2 separate regions of the Hordeum vulgare genome follow, and region 1 is linked to region 2. Evidence: chromatin contacts called from public Hi-C data. All regions are on one chromosome and are shown on one strand. The core of a region is the stretch at or near the end of the contact, and the rest is flanking DNA. Distances in the headings are between cores, read along the strand shown.

Region 1 (6,890 bases), core at 4,114-6,613, 170 kb after region 2:
TCACAAAAAAGAAATTTGCATGTACTTTCTTGGTTACACGTGTCCATCAAATTTCCTTCTCAATCTAACTGAAAATGTCAGTGAACAAGGCTGCCATGGACTAACTGAACAAAACCTCTGCTCTATCCAATGAATTTCCGGCTTACTGCATCATTTCCCTTTGCATTCTAGAGCTTCTATACATGAACTATTGCTGTAAATTATCACAACAGCTGAATGTGAGTGGTTAATGTCACATTTCAGGTCTGATGTCTTGGGCCAGGTCATGCCGTTAGTTGGACGAGATTGGAGTCAGTCTGGTGTGGCTCGACTCTTTTCTGCAATAAAGGTGTGATACACAATTTTGAGATTTAATTTCATGGTCTTTTTTGGGATGAGATTGTACCCAGTTTTTGAGCACATACGCCATGTACGTTTCTGATGAATCTTCTATTTTCCTACCAGGAAAATGGTTATCAACTAATATTCCTTAGTGCTAGAGCCATTGTCCAGGCATATCTGACCAAAAACTTCCTCTTCAATCTTAAACAGGTAAATTAGCTGTTGCTATTTGTTGTTTCCTTATGTCACTTTTTTAAAACTCGTAGTGATTTGATCATACATGTGGTATAACTGCATTGATTATCTAATAAATGTCTATTTTATACTGTTAGTATGTCTATTGAGTTTGTTATGTACTCAACCATCCTTTTACGATTTTGCAGGATGGGAAAGTACTGCCTAATGGACCTGTTGTAATTTCACCTGATGGATTGTTCCCTTCGCTCTACCGAGAAGGTAACATCATTATGATTTTAGCAAATTAATTTGCCATTTGGATTTGCTTAACTCTACTGGAATGATCTGTAGTTGACCTCTGATTAACCACGTAAATTTGCTATTAATGATAAAATATTTGCTTCTTTTACTGCAATATAAAAATATTTTTTAGCATCTTCTAATGTTTCCTCTGTTTTTCTCAGTTATACGAAGAGCACCACATGAGTTCAAGATTGCCTGTCTGGAGGTAACTGTCAGAATCAACTTCCTAAGTTTGCTTACTTAGCATGTAATAATGGGAATACGAAAAATATTCACTTTATGATTTTTCTGGTTTGCAATTTCTCTGTAATTTAAAAGGTCATATACTGGCCTATCCTTGTTTAATTCTCCCACACATAAACAAATACACCCTCTGTTTTTAAATATAAGACATTTTGGCAGTTTAAATTTGACTACCAAAACGTCTTACATTTAGGAACAGAGTTAGTAATAAGCTTGCTAGATTAAGTAAGGGTTTTCATGGGATTGGCTCCTAAACTCTCTTGTAAAAGCTGGGGCATAATTTTAGGCATACGAGGCCACAGGCTTTTGACGAATTTTAGTTTTATTCTTTGACAGGACATTAAAGCACTTTTTCCTTCCGACTACAATCCATTTTATGCTGGATTTGGCAACAGAGACACTGATGAGCTTACATACAAAAAGATGGGAATTTCGAAAGGCAAGATTTTTATCATCAACCCCAAGGTATCTCAATTACACCAAGTCAAAGTCATTAATGTTGTGCTCTATGTGTGATTGCCTCCTAAGTCCTCTCTTGTTGGCATGCAGGGTGAAGTGGCCATCAATAGTTCAGTTGATGTGAAGTCATATACCTCCTTGCATACTCTTGTCAATGACATGTTCCCTCCAACAACTTTGGTTGAGCAGGTCAGTGCCCATTCTGAACTCTGCTAGTTAGTATATTTTGCAGTGGTTCCAGACAGAGTGGAACAATGTCATACTTGGGGACATATAACAATTATCAAATGCGTAACAACAACAAACTCATACGCTGGGTATCATCCGAACCTTATAGTAGTTTCTATCCATTTCATTTTGCCAGTATATTTTGGATAAGCTTCCTTTGCATCGTGTATTAATTTTGGATAAGGTTCCTTCGCATCATGTTTTAATTTTTGTATGGTCATCAGATCATACGGACATTCCTCACGGAAGGGAAAATGCAAGGAAGTTCATTTGGTGATAAACATTATAATTACCAGGGAACAGTTCTCTAAGTAGATATTAGAACTTGCAATCCAGAATCTAAGACACTGGTATTTCTACAGTCAGTTACAATAATTTCCGCATTCTTAGGGCCTTTTTCCACACAGCGATAAAAGACCACATAGAGTGATAAAATGTATTGGACTTGCATATATGCAAATTACACTTGAGTAGACACGTTTATCTTTTCTTTCTTGTACTCCCTCCGTTTCAAAATAATTGTTGTGGTTTCTTACTTTGGAACGAAGGGAGTACACCTACGAATTACTCTCGTCTTTGAGAGCAACCAGAATAATAGTGTTCAACTTGCTTGTGGTGCTTTACCATTCAAGAGATTTTTTGTTTTGTTTTTTGGCTTCTGACCATCATTTGATGCTGCTGCGCAGGAAGACTACAACTCATGGAATTACTGGAAGGTGCCACTGCCAGACGTTGATTTGTAGTGTAGTTTTGACAAGTACAGCAGTTAGGTGCAAGTAGAGTCTGCGACAGCATGACAGGCAAGCTCGTGTACGCTAGTTCTCAATCGCCACAGCAGAATTCTGTCCAACCTGTATAGCACAGGGCGAGTTTCCAGATGCACTGTTTTGATCGCCGTTGTTGCAGAAGCTCGATTTCCTTTGCCCCGACGCAGCTCTATCACGATCATTCATCTTTTAGGTAGTGATCTGATGGTCATCGCCGTCGTCGGAACTTATTGCCGCCCGCCGAGCTTGTTAGTAATCTGTTATCAGCAGCTGCTAGCCTGCGTTGCTTTCCTTGTCCTCGTAGCTGTAGGCTGTGATGTAGTAGCTTATCTGTCAGTTTATTTAGATTACTTGCTGGTACACTGGAAGGCAACAGGGAAGAGAAATTGTCAATCACGCTGTATGTTGTTGTATATGGGATTATAAATACGACCGCATTTTTGGTGTAAACGTCGCATGTGCATGACAGCCGGGCCTGTGGACGGAGACGATGACAACTCAGATTATGGTATGCGTTTTTTTTCTTCCGTTTTGTGGTCGTGACCCTGCTGACAATTGCTAAATGGCGAAGAAGAAACTTTTAGCACCGCCGGTTTTCCTGGAAACTCTGATGGGGCGTGTGTGTGTGTGCGTGCGTGCCCGAGCAGGAGCAGAGCAGCTGGCCTCCAGAGCTCATCACGTACTGTACTTCTTGCGATTGTTTCAGCCGAACAATTGGGCAAGCAGGAAGGGTCCAGCCCTGCGGCAAGCCTTTCTTTCCCAGGCATTTGGTGACGGAAGGGCCCCAGAGTTGCCGGAGGCGGCGAGGGAACATCAAAGGGAAACCTTTTGGCAACCTCGAGCTCCGAGACCGCCTTCCTTTGCACTCCTTTCACGGGGGGGTGAGCCTAACGTTTTGGCAACACGCAAGGGCAGGCAAGTCCCATCTGTCCGACTCTTTGCCCTACTCTAAGCAACGCCGCACTGTCAGTCAGTGTCGCGTGGAGGGGAAATATGCACCATGGATCACACCACGAACACGAAACGTGCGGTTGTGGCCGAACCGAACCAACTACTACTGCTACTACTGTAGTAGTTAAAGCTGGGGTGGAAACCGCCCGTTCAGTGGGTCATGAGAGTGAGCTAAGCAAAGGCGCTTTGACCTTTAATCACCAGACCAGATGCTTTGCTTAATCCATCAGCAGGAATCTTCCACGTTCAAACCACCGCCGGCCGGCCGGCAAGTGGCGAGCGCCCCCCTTTCAGCCACCCTAAACCCCGGAGGTTCGGCCGTTGACCGCAGGCCTAGTCTCTCACGCAGTCACGCTCCCTAATCCAACTGCATGGATCACCACTGCGACTGGTAAGCGTCTTTGTACAGTCATGTTTTTTTTTTCCTCCTTTGCTCCTTGAGTCGGGACTCTTTGGGGCCGGGGAGACGATGTTAAGGTTAATGATATCTCGGTGCTATACTAGCTCGTGGTAGAGGGAAATGGAGTGTGGTAGCGGAGAATAAAGCTACGTAACGTCAATGCCTTTCCTTTTCCTTGCAAAGACAAGCTAGTACATAATAACAAATCCCTTGTTGCGGGAAAGATTTTGACAAATCATGTATGCATCTGTACTGTACTTTTGCTGTTATTATGGAGCACCAGAGCAGGAGCGGTGCTTTGCCAAAATTCACGGCTTGTAGTTGTCAGGTTGCTGTGCAGGATGTCACCTTGGCGTAAGCTGAACAAGGAAGCAAAGAAGGAGCTGCCGCGGCTGCCGCGGCTGGCAGTGGCAGCGACGGTGGCAGGTCGCGCACGCACGCTTCTTCAAGGATCGGCGGCACGACCCCCGAAGCATCGACCCCGTAGTTCCATACAGGCCACTGATCGGACGCAGCGACGCAGGCAGCGCATGCAAAGGCACAGCAGCGTCGCAGTCAGCCCATGCCTCTGCCTGTCTGTCTGTCTGAGACGATCCTTCTTTTGACTGTGCCTCTGATTCAGACGGCCACGACGCCCCCCAGCCAGCCACCGCTGCACGCCACGCCACCGGTGGATGGACGAGCCAGCAGGCCGGTTGACATGGAGATGGGATCGAGACGAGACGGCATAAACAAATGCACGCACGTACTACTACGTACCAGCTGCTACTGCTGCTACGTAGTAGGAGCACACACCGCAGCTAGGAAATCCAACGAGCGCTGCGGTGTACTGTATGGTGTGTCGATCCATGCTTTTGTTTTTTTGCATTGATCTGGGGGCGTGAGCTGGGCTAGCTCCTCGAATTCGAATTCGAAAGTTTTTGGCCGGAGCCGCCAAGGGCTTTGAGCGGATTTATACGAGCGAGTTTGATTCAGTTGCCCGAGGAGGAGAAGAGGGCAGAGCGGCCCGGTCGGTATCCGGGCCAGTGCAGATCCTGCTAATAAATCAGCCGTACTACTGTCCGTATAGTACTACTCACTCCACAGGTTGTGGTTGGAACTAGAGATGCACGCACGCACGCACGCACGCGAGCGCTCCTAATTGCCTTGCAATGACCAACCTCGCATTGTAGTTTGCACCAAGTACCCATGCCGTAATCATCATCAACTCTCAGAACACAAGAGCAGGGGCAGTATTTCTACTGTCAAATGGAATGGATGGATAGATAGGAGCAGTAGATGATTAGCTATCCACGCATGTAAAGAAGAGAAGCGTGGAGCGGGATATCGGGGGCGGAGGGAAGGCAAAGGCAAAAGAAGCGAGGAGCCCTAATCGAGTGATCAGACACCACACTAGTGGTGAAAGTGGTGGTGGTACTTGTTGGATCGCCAAAGCCGATTTCCCCTCGAGAGAAAAAGAAAAGAGGGGGGCAGCACGACACGAATAAAGCCCGAGATGGAGCAGTGCGTGCTTGTTCGCTCGTTCCCTCGAGCTAAGGCCTAGGCAGACACACCACGTACACAGGGTACAGGATGCAAACAAGACTCGGATCTTGCGGACGGACAGCAATGGTAGTTTAGTTGGCCCGGTAGCCCCCACCCCCCCTCCGGGACAAAGCTCGACGGGAGTATAAGAGCGCTCCCACCCATGGATGCCACTGCCATTTCTGCTCGTCCCAACGAGTGCCATCGAGAGTAGCTACTCAGCATGAGTATTGCGATGGCGAGCAGGCGAGGGGAGGAGGTCTACGGCGATGGGCTGGAGCAAGAGGAGGAGTACATCGACATGGACCTGAGCTCGGCGGCGGCGGGGGCGGCGGGGAGGGACTTCGAGTTCCACATGTCGGCGCCGCTCGACCGGTCGGGCCAGCCGCCGCTCGCGTCCCCGGCCGACGAGCTCTTCTACAAGGGCAAGCTGCTGCCGCTGCACCTGCCACCGCGCGTCCAGATGGTCGAGGAGCTCCTCCTCGACGGCGTCAGGGCCAGGGGGCCGCGCCTCGGCGGGCTCGCCGTCAGCACCGCCCCCGCGACGCCCTGCGAGCGCTCCCGCGGCGTGTCGCCGGCCAACTCGTGTTTCGTCAGCGGGGAGCTCAACGTGGAGGAGTTCTTCCGGGAGTACGCGGCCGGCATGGCTCTGGCCGACGACGACGCCGCGTCGGCGGCCAGCGGCGAGAAGAAGCCGTGGTCCAGGAAGCTCCGGTTCGTCAGGCAGCTCAACCTCGGCCGCCAGCTCAAGGCCTCCAAGGCCTACCTCAAGACCATGTTCGCCGGGAAGCAAGCGGGAACAGGGGGCGACGACAAGAACGTTTTAGGCGGAAAGGACCTCTCTGGCCATAGCCATGGCCATGGTCACCACCCCCGGGCGTGGAGGAAGAACCCGTTCGGCCATATGAGAAGCAACAGGTGCATCACCGAGCAGAGCAGCGGCGGCGGCGGACGTGCGGGGCACCGGAGGTCCTTCTCCAGCGTCGTCGTCCGGTACTCTGCATCGAACAAGACGTCCCCCGCGCCAGCAGCGCCTCCGTCGTCCTCGTCGTCCTCCTCCTCGTCCAAGTCCTCCACCTCGTCGTCGGTCCGGTGCTCGAGCGACTCAGACGGCGCCGTCGGGGCGGGTGCGCCGGCGCTGAGGAGGAGCAGCAGCGCGAGCTCGGAGGCGGAGAACCCCATCCAGGGGCTCATCGCCTACTGCAAGAAGTCCCAGCAGCTGGCCTCGGTGAGGAAGAGCGCCAGCGACGCCGGGTTCCGGTTCCTGTCGTCGTCGGCGGCGTCCAAGGTCGCCGCGGAGTCCGAGGGCCTGGACGAGCTCATCGAGATCTGCAGAGGATGATCGTCCACCGCCCGATCGGCTCCCTGATGAACCTTGAATGTACAATGATGTATGAAATGATGCATTCTGGAAAATTTTGTGGTACCGAAACTTGTGTTCTTCTTGACCACCCCGTACCTGTCACAGATCAACTGACTGTGCACTATGAGTAGGAGCAGTCGAGCAGATTTCTTTT
Region 2 (6,225 bases), core at 39-2,538:
GAACAGAGTGAGCTTGGACAGGTTCCGCGCCGCCTTGCCGTCGGTCTTGGACGTCTCCCGGAGCGACCGCATGGACCAGACGACCGGGAAGAGCACCGCGCAGCAGCAGGCGACGTCGACGAACAGCAAGATCTGGTTCCATGTCACCCAGCTCTGCATGAACGGCCCGGTCTCCCCAATGACCGCGTCGGCGATGTTGGCCATGACCTGCAGCGGGATCACCACCATGAGCACCTTCTTCTCCCGGTCCTGCAGGAATGGCCTGAGGAAGGACCACCCCGTGCCGACCAGCACGATGACCGCGAAGAGGATGACGCCCTTGATGAGCTGGAAGAGGTAGAAGGCCACGTCCCAGCCGTGCGGCGTCCCGGTGACGCGGATGTAGTGCTGGTCCTCGGCGGCCGAGAGGCAGTAGAGCAGGCGCGCGACGAGGAGCGCGGACATGAGGTGGTGGATTTGGTTGGCCGCCACGCGGTCGCGGGAGAGCGTGAGGTAGGCCCATCCGGCGAGGAACGCGGCGTAGCCGAAGGCGAAGAAGCCGTAGATGGCCGGGACGGGCGCCTGGCCGACGGGGAGGTAGTCCTTGGAGCCGTCCGGGTTGGCGTTGTACATCTCGGTGCGGACGTTCATGGAGACGAGCGACTCCGGCGCGCAGTTGGCGAAGTAGAGGCTGTACTCGTCGGGGTGGGTGACCGGGAAGGACTTGTTGTAGTGCCCGCCCTCCATGTCGTGGAAGGTGAAGAGCTTCTTGACGTAGGGGCTGGAGAGGACGCACCCGGAGAGGTCGGGCTCGTCGGCGCCGCTGGGGTCCTCCGGCTCCGCCGCGCGCTTCTCCGCCGGCGCCCGCGGCTCGGAGGCGGCCTGCAGGAGGGACTCGTCGGCGAGGAGGAAGAACCCGATCTGCTTGGGGTCCGCCCGCGCGAAGGAGGAGGAGACGGCGGCGCCGGAGAGGATGATGCGGACCGCGCCGGTCTTGGAGAAGCCGAACTTCTCGAACAGGATGGTGTGGCGCGGGTCCTCCCGGAAGGACTCCGCCCTGATCTCCGCCGCGGCGGGGGAGGCGAGGAGGAGGGACCCCGCGGCGGCGAGCAGCAGCAGCAGGAGGCGAGCTCCGGCGGTGGCCATGGCGAGATCTGTCGCCTGTGCGGGGCGGAGCGCGTGGGAGTGTGTCGGTGTGCGCGTGGGCGGTGGGTGGAGCACGGCCGTCTTATGTGGCGGAAGAGCGGGGCTCGGATGTGCCTCGCGATTGGTGACTGTTCGGTAGGAGGTTGACTTGTGCAGTCCTAGCAGACGGTGCGACGGGAAAGTTTCCACTCCCGTTTTTGTACACTTCGGGGTGTGAAAGGGCTGTCAGGAAAAAAAATACACTCATGGTCTCTATAGTTACACAAAAGTACAATACGGTTACTGAGCCTAGCAATACGTTCATTACGGTCATCGGATACGATTTAACGAAAAAATACGGTCACTGTAGCACATATACGGTGGGTACAACGCGGTTGAACACGTGTTGACCGGCTCGAGGCCAGGTGGCGAACCGCGGAGGCGTGGTCGTCGTTTTTTTTGCGTCGAGCCCCGTGACCATCATGGAATCCACCCATTCATCCCTGCTCCACTCACGTCGCCTCTTCGTGTTCGATTGGAAATAGGGGAGCGGCTCCATAAGCGACGCCGCCCCCAACGATCGTCGACGGTGCACGCAAGCTGAGGCGCGGATGTCCTCCGCGAATGCATAGGTGGCGCCGCCGCGCGTGTTCTTCTTGTGTGAGGCGTCGGCGATGGCCCGTGTTCGTGGTGCAGAAGGGGCGTCACCCCGTGTCTACAGTAAGTATCTGCCCCTGTTCTTCTCGTAAGGTTTGTGCGTTTTGGTCGTCAAAGAACCTCCTTTTAGGACCGCATTTTCATCTAAGATGTGTTGTAGTTGCAAGATTGGACCGGTTGTTCTAGGGTTTTTAGTCAGAATTTAGGGGTTAAGGGAATTGGGGCTTAGGCTTTTTTAGAGTTAAATAAAGAGATTGTGATGCATGTAGTGCTTTTGTTGTTGTCTGAGGTCGTCGAAGCAGCAATTTTCCGATGGAGATCAACCATGGTGGGTTTTTTCTTGGCCATGGCAAGAACCGTTCTTATGTGAATGGTCGTGCCATTTTGTATGATCAAGTGGAAAGGGTCACCTGGTCACCTATAATGATTGAAAATCTTGTGGAAGAAATAGGTTATGAGATGGCAGGGAGGCTTAAGGTTTTTTATTGTGTCCCTATCCTTACACTTAGCACAAATGGTCTCAGGGCAATAGCTGATGATGAACGGGCTGGCAAAATGCTCATGTTTGTTGATATTGGACACCACTTTTTCAGTCTTTATTTGGATCATGATGATAGCTTCAGAGCTAACCTTAGCGAGGATGATGTTGTGAATCATCCAAGAGCTAGTTTGCCTCAAGTTTTCAGCCCAACAAGGAGAGTGCATAGCAATGGAGAGAATGCAGAAGCAGAGCACGGAGAAGGTGAGGCAGAAGCAGAGCATGGAGAAGTTCACGCAGAAGGAGAGTTTGGAAGAGGAGAGGAAGCACATATTCCTATTCAAGTTGTCTATCCTGATTGTGATGCAGATGATGATGTCAACCCGTTTGAGTTTGTTAAGCGGGCATGAGTACATAGAGATGTGGGTAATGAAAGACATGAAGAACGGGCAGATGGTGTGCAAGAAGGTGATGCAGGTGGAAACATAAGAATGAGGAGGAGTGACAGGCAGAACCAGTTGAACTATGCACTCGAAGAAGAGGATGTAGCAAGTGATACAGAAGGTGAAGATTATGAGCCTGGTCTGCTTGTGGACAATGACAATGAGATAGGAGATGGTGATGATAATCTGTATGCAGATAATGTAGATGAAGATGAACCAGGGCAGAAATATGAAAAGAGATCAAATGAGAAAGCAAAGAAAAAAAGGGAAAGAGTAAGCAATTCCTAACAATCAAGAGAAAGGGAAAGAAGCATACCACTCTGATGAAGACATATCTAAGACTGATGATTTGTGGGCTCCTGATTCAGATGATGAAGAGCTTAGTTTGAAGTTCAAATCCTTTAGAGAAGAGGATCTTCATAGGCCAAAGTTTCATGTTGGGCAAGTATTTGATAGTGTAGAGTTGTTGAGGACTGTCATAAAAGAGTACTCATGTCAGAACAGAGTTCATACCAAGTTGCCTGTGAATGACATGAAGAGATTGAAAGCAAAGTGTGATGAAGGCTGCACATGGTATTTGTGGGCATCATATGATAATAGGACTATGGCTTTCATGGTGAAAAGATATGTGAGTGAGCACATATGCAACAAGAAGTGGAAGTTTAGGGCTTTCACAGCTAAATTCCTGGCACAAAAGTACCTTATGAATTTTTCTAGGGTTGATCAAGACATGAACCTTATGAATTTTATGAACCTTATGAAATTCACGGCTGATCAAGACATGAACCTTATGAATTTTTCTAGGGTTGTCCAGAAAGAATGTCACATGACACCAGGCAGGATGAAGTTGCAGAGAGCAAGAAGGATGGCAATGAAGATAGTATATGGTGATGAAGAAGGGTAGTATAAGCTTCTTTGGAATTATGCTAATGAAGTTAGGAGAAGCAACCTTGGCTCACCATTTTATATGTCACTTGATGAGAATGCAAGGTTCAGCAAGCTATACATGTGTGTGGATGCTTGCAAGAGAGATTCCTTCAGGGTTGTAGGCCGGTGATCTTTGTTGCGAGGTCAACTACTTGCGGTTGTTGTTGTAGATCCAAATATTTGTATCTTTCCAATAGCAAATGTTGTGGTTGAAGTGGAGGACACCACTAACTGGATGTGGTTCCTTGACACACTGAAAAGGGGTCTTGGCATCATCAACACTGAACCCTGGACTATCATGTCAGACAAGCAAAAGGGTCTCATAAGTGCAGTTGAACAACTATTCCCTGAGTCATAACACAGATTTTGTGTGAGGCACATGTGGCAGAACTTCCACGAGTCTTTCAAAGGGGATATTTTAAAGAACCCACTATGGAATATAGCAAGGAGCAACACAATTCAGTTATATGAGAAGGGGATGCAGGAAATGAAGCTACTTAATGCACATGCCCACAAGTGGTTGCATGAGCTGGAACCTAACACATTGATGAAAGATTTTTAGAGTGATTTGCGGAAATGTGATATACTACTGAACAAGTTATGTGAAGTTTTTAAGAGGTTATCTCAAAATATGTTCATGCTTTGGTTATTTGCTACCATTTTAGAAATATTTTCATGCTTAGGTCTTCTAACACATGTGACATTTGAAGGTATATTTTGGAGGCTAGGGAGCTGCTAATACTTACCATGGTTGAAAGAATCTATAGGCGGCTTATGACAAGGCATTACAACAAGCAGATCGAATCAGACAAGCGAGCAAGTCATATATGCCCTAAAATCATGAAACAAGTTGAGAGAACATGTGAGTTTGCAAACACATGCTATGTGGATTGCTAAGGTGATGGTCTTTTCCTAATAGGTGACAGAGGGGTAGATTGTTGGGGAACGTCGCATGGGAAACAAAAACTTTCCTACGCTCACGAAGACCTATCATGGTGATGTCCATCTACGAGGGGGATTTCAGATCTACGTACCCTTGTAGATCGCACAACAGAAGCGTTAATGAACGCGGTTGATGTAGTGGAACGTCCTCACGTCCCTCGATCCGCCCCGCGAACCGTCCCACGAACCGTCACGCGATCCGTTCCACGGTCCGCTCCGATCTAGTGCCGAACGGACGGCACCTCCGCGTTCAGCACACGTACAGCGCGACGATGATCTTGGCCTACTTGATCCAGCAAGAGAGACGGAGAGGTAGATGAGTTCTCCGGCAGCGTGACGGCGCTCCTTAGGTTGGTGGTGATCTAATCTCAGCAGGGCTCCGCCCGAGCTCCGTAGAAACGCGATCTAGAGGAAAAACCGTGGAGGTATATGGTCGGGCTGCCGTGGAAAAGTTGTCTCAAATCAGCCCTAAAACCTCCGTATATATAGGTGGGAGGGGAGGGGCCTTGCCTTGGGGGGGGGGGGTTGGCCAAAGGGGGGGAGGAGTCCTCCTCCTCCAATCCTAGTCCAACTAGGATTGGAAGGTGGAGTCCTTCCCTTCATTCCCACTTCCCCTTTTTTTTCTTTTCTCTTTGATTTTCTTATCTCCTGCACAGGGGCCTCTTTGGGCTTGCCCACCAGCCCACTAAGGGCTGGTGCGGCACCCCTAAGGCCTATGGGCTTCTCCGGGGTGGGCTGCCCCCCCCCCCCCCGGGTGAACATCCGGAAGCCATTCGTCATTCTCGGTACATTCCCGGTAATTTCGAAAACCTTCCGGTAATCAAATGAGGTCATCCTATATATCAATCTTCGTCTCCGGACCATTCCGGAAACCCTCATGACGTCCGTGATCTCATCCGGGACTCCGAACAACATTCGGTAACCAACCATATAACTCAAATACGCATAAAACAACGTCGAACCTTAAGTGTGCAGACCTTGCGGGTTCGAGAACTATGTAGACATGACCCGAGGGACTCCTCGGTCAATATCCAATAGCGAGACCTGGATGCCCATATTGGATCTTACATATTCTACGAAGATCTTATCGTTTGAACCTCAGTGCCAAGGATTCATATAATCACGTATGTCATTCCCTTTGTCCTTCGGTATGTTACTTGCCCGAGATTCGATCGTCAGTATCCGCATACCTATTTCAATCTCGTTTACTGGCAATTCTCTTTACTCGTTCCGTAATACAAGATCTCGCAACTTACACTAAGTCACATTGCTTGCAAGGCTTGTGTGTGATGTTGTATTACCGAGTGGGCCCGAGATACCTCTCCGTCACACGAAGTGACAAATCCCAGTATCGATCCATACTAACTCAACGGACACCTTCGGAGATACCTGTAGAGCATCTTTTTAGCCACCCAGTTATGTTGTGATGTTTGGTACACACAAAGCATTCCTCCGGTGTCAGTGAGTTATATGATCTCATGGTCATAGGAACAAATACTTGACACGCAGAAAACAGTAGCAACAAAATGACACGATCAACATGCTACGTCTATTAGTTTGGGTCTAGTCCATCACATGATTCTCCCAATGATGTGATCCAGTTATCAAGCAACAACACCTTGTACATAGTCAGAAGACCGTGACAATCCTTGATCAACTGGCTAGCCAACTAGA

The links. A called contact is a pair of places that touch in the nucleus more often than the background predicts.
Region 1: a Hi-C map of leaf shows a contact between it and region 2, with 2.4 times the contacts expected there. The contact joins the promoter of LOC123414829 here to the promoter of LOC123445301 in region 2. A contact is called at or near these places in 1 of 6 Hi-C or Micro-C datasets (leaf) and 1 of 1 datasets of contacts at active chromatin or transcription factors (embryo).

What each region holds. Positions count from the first base shown.
Region 1 is chr1H:460,790,072-460,796,961 of MorexV3_pseudomolecules_assembly, forward strand. LOC123414829 (probable membrane-associated kinase regulator 4) reads left to right here and starts at 5,364. Exons shown (of 1, transcript XM_045106683.1): 1 at 5,364-6,805. The coding sequence starts at 5,597. The coding sequence ends at 6,715. LOC123445311 (phosphatidate phosphatase PAH1) reads left to right here. Exons shown (of 12, transcript XM_045122292.1): 6 at 244-328; 7 at 445-531; 8 at 705-777; 9 at 963-1,006; 10 at 1,381-1,509; 11 at 1,594-1,692; 12 at 2,418-2,948. The coding sequence ends at 2,474.
Region 2 is chr1H:460,626,369-460,632,593 of MorexV3_pseudomolecules_assembly, forward strand. LOC123445301 (protein CANDIDATE G-PROTEIN COUPLED RECEPTOR 7-like) reads right to left here and starts at 1,289. Exons shown (of 1, transcript XM_045122265.1): 1 at 1-1,289. The coding sequence starts at 1,125.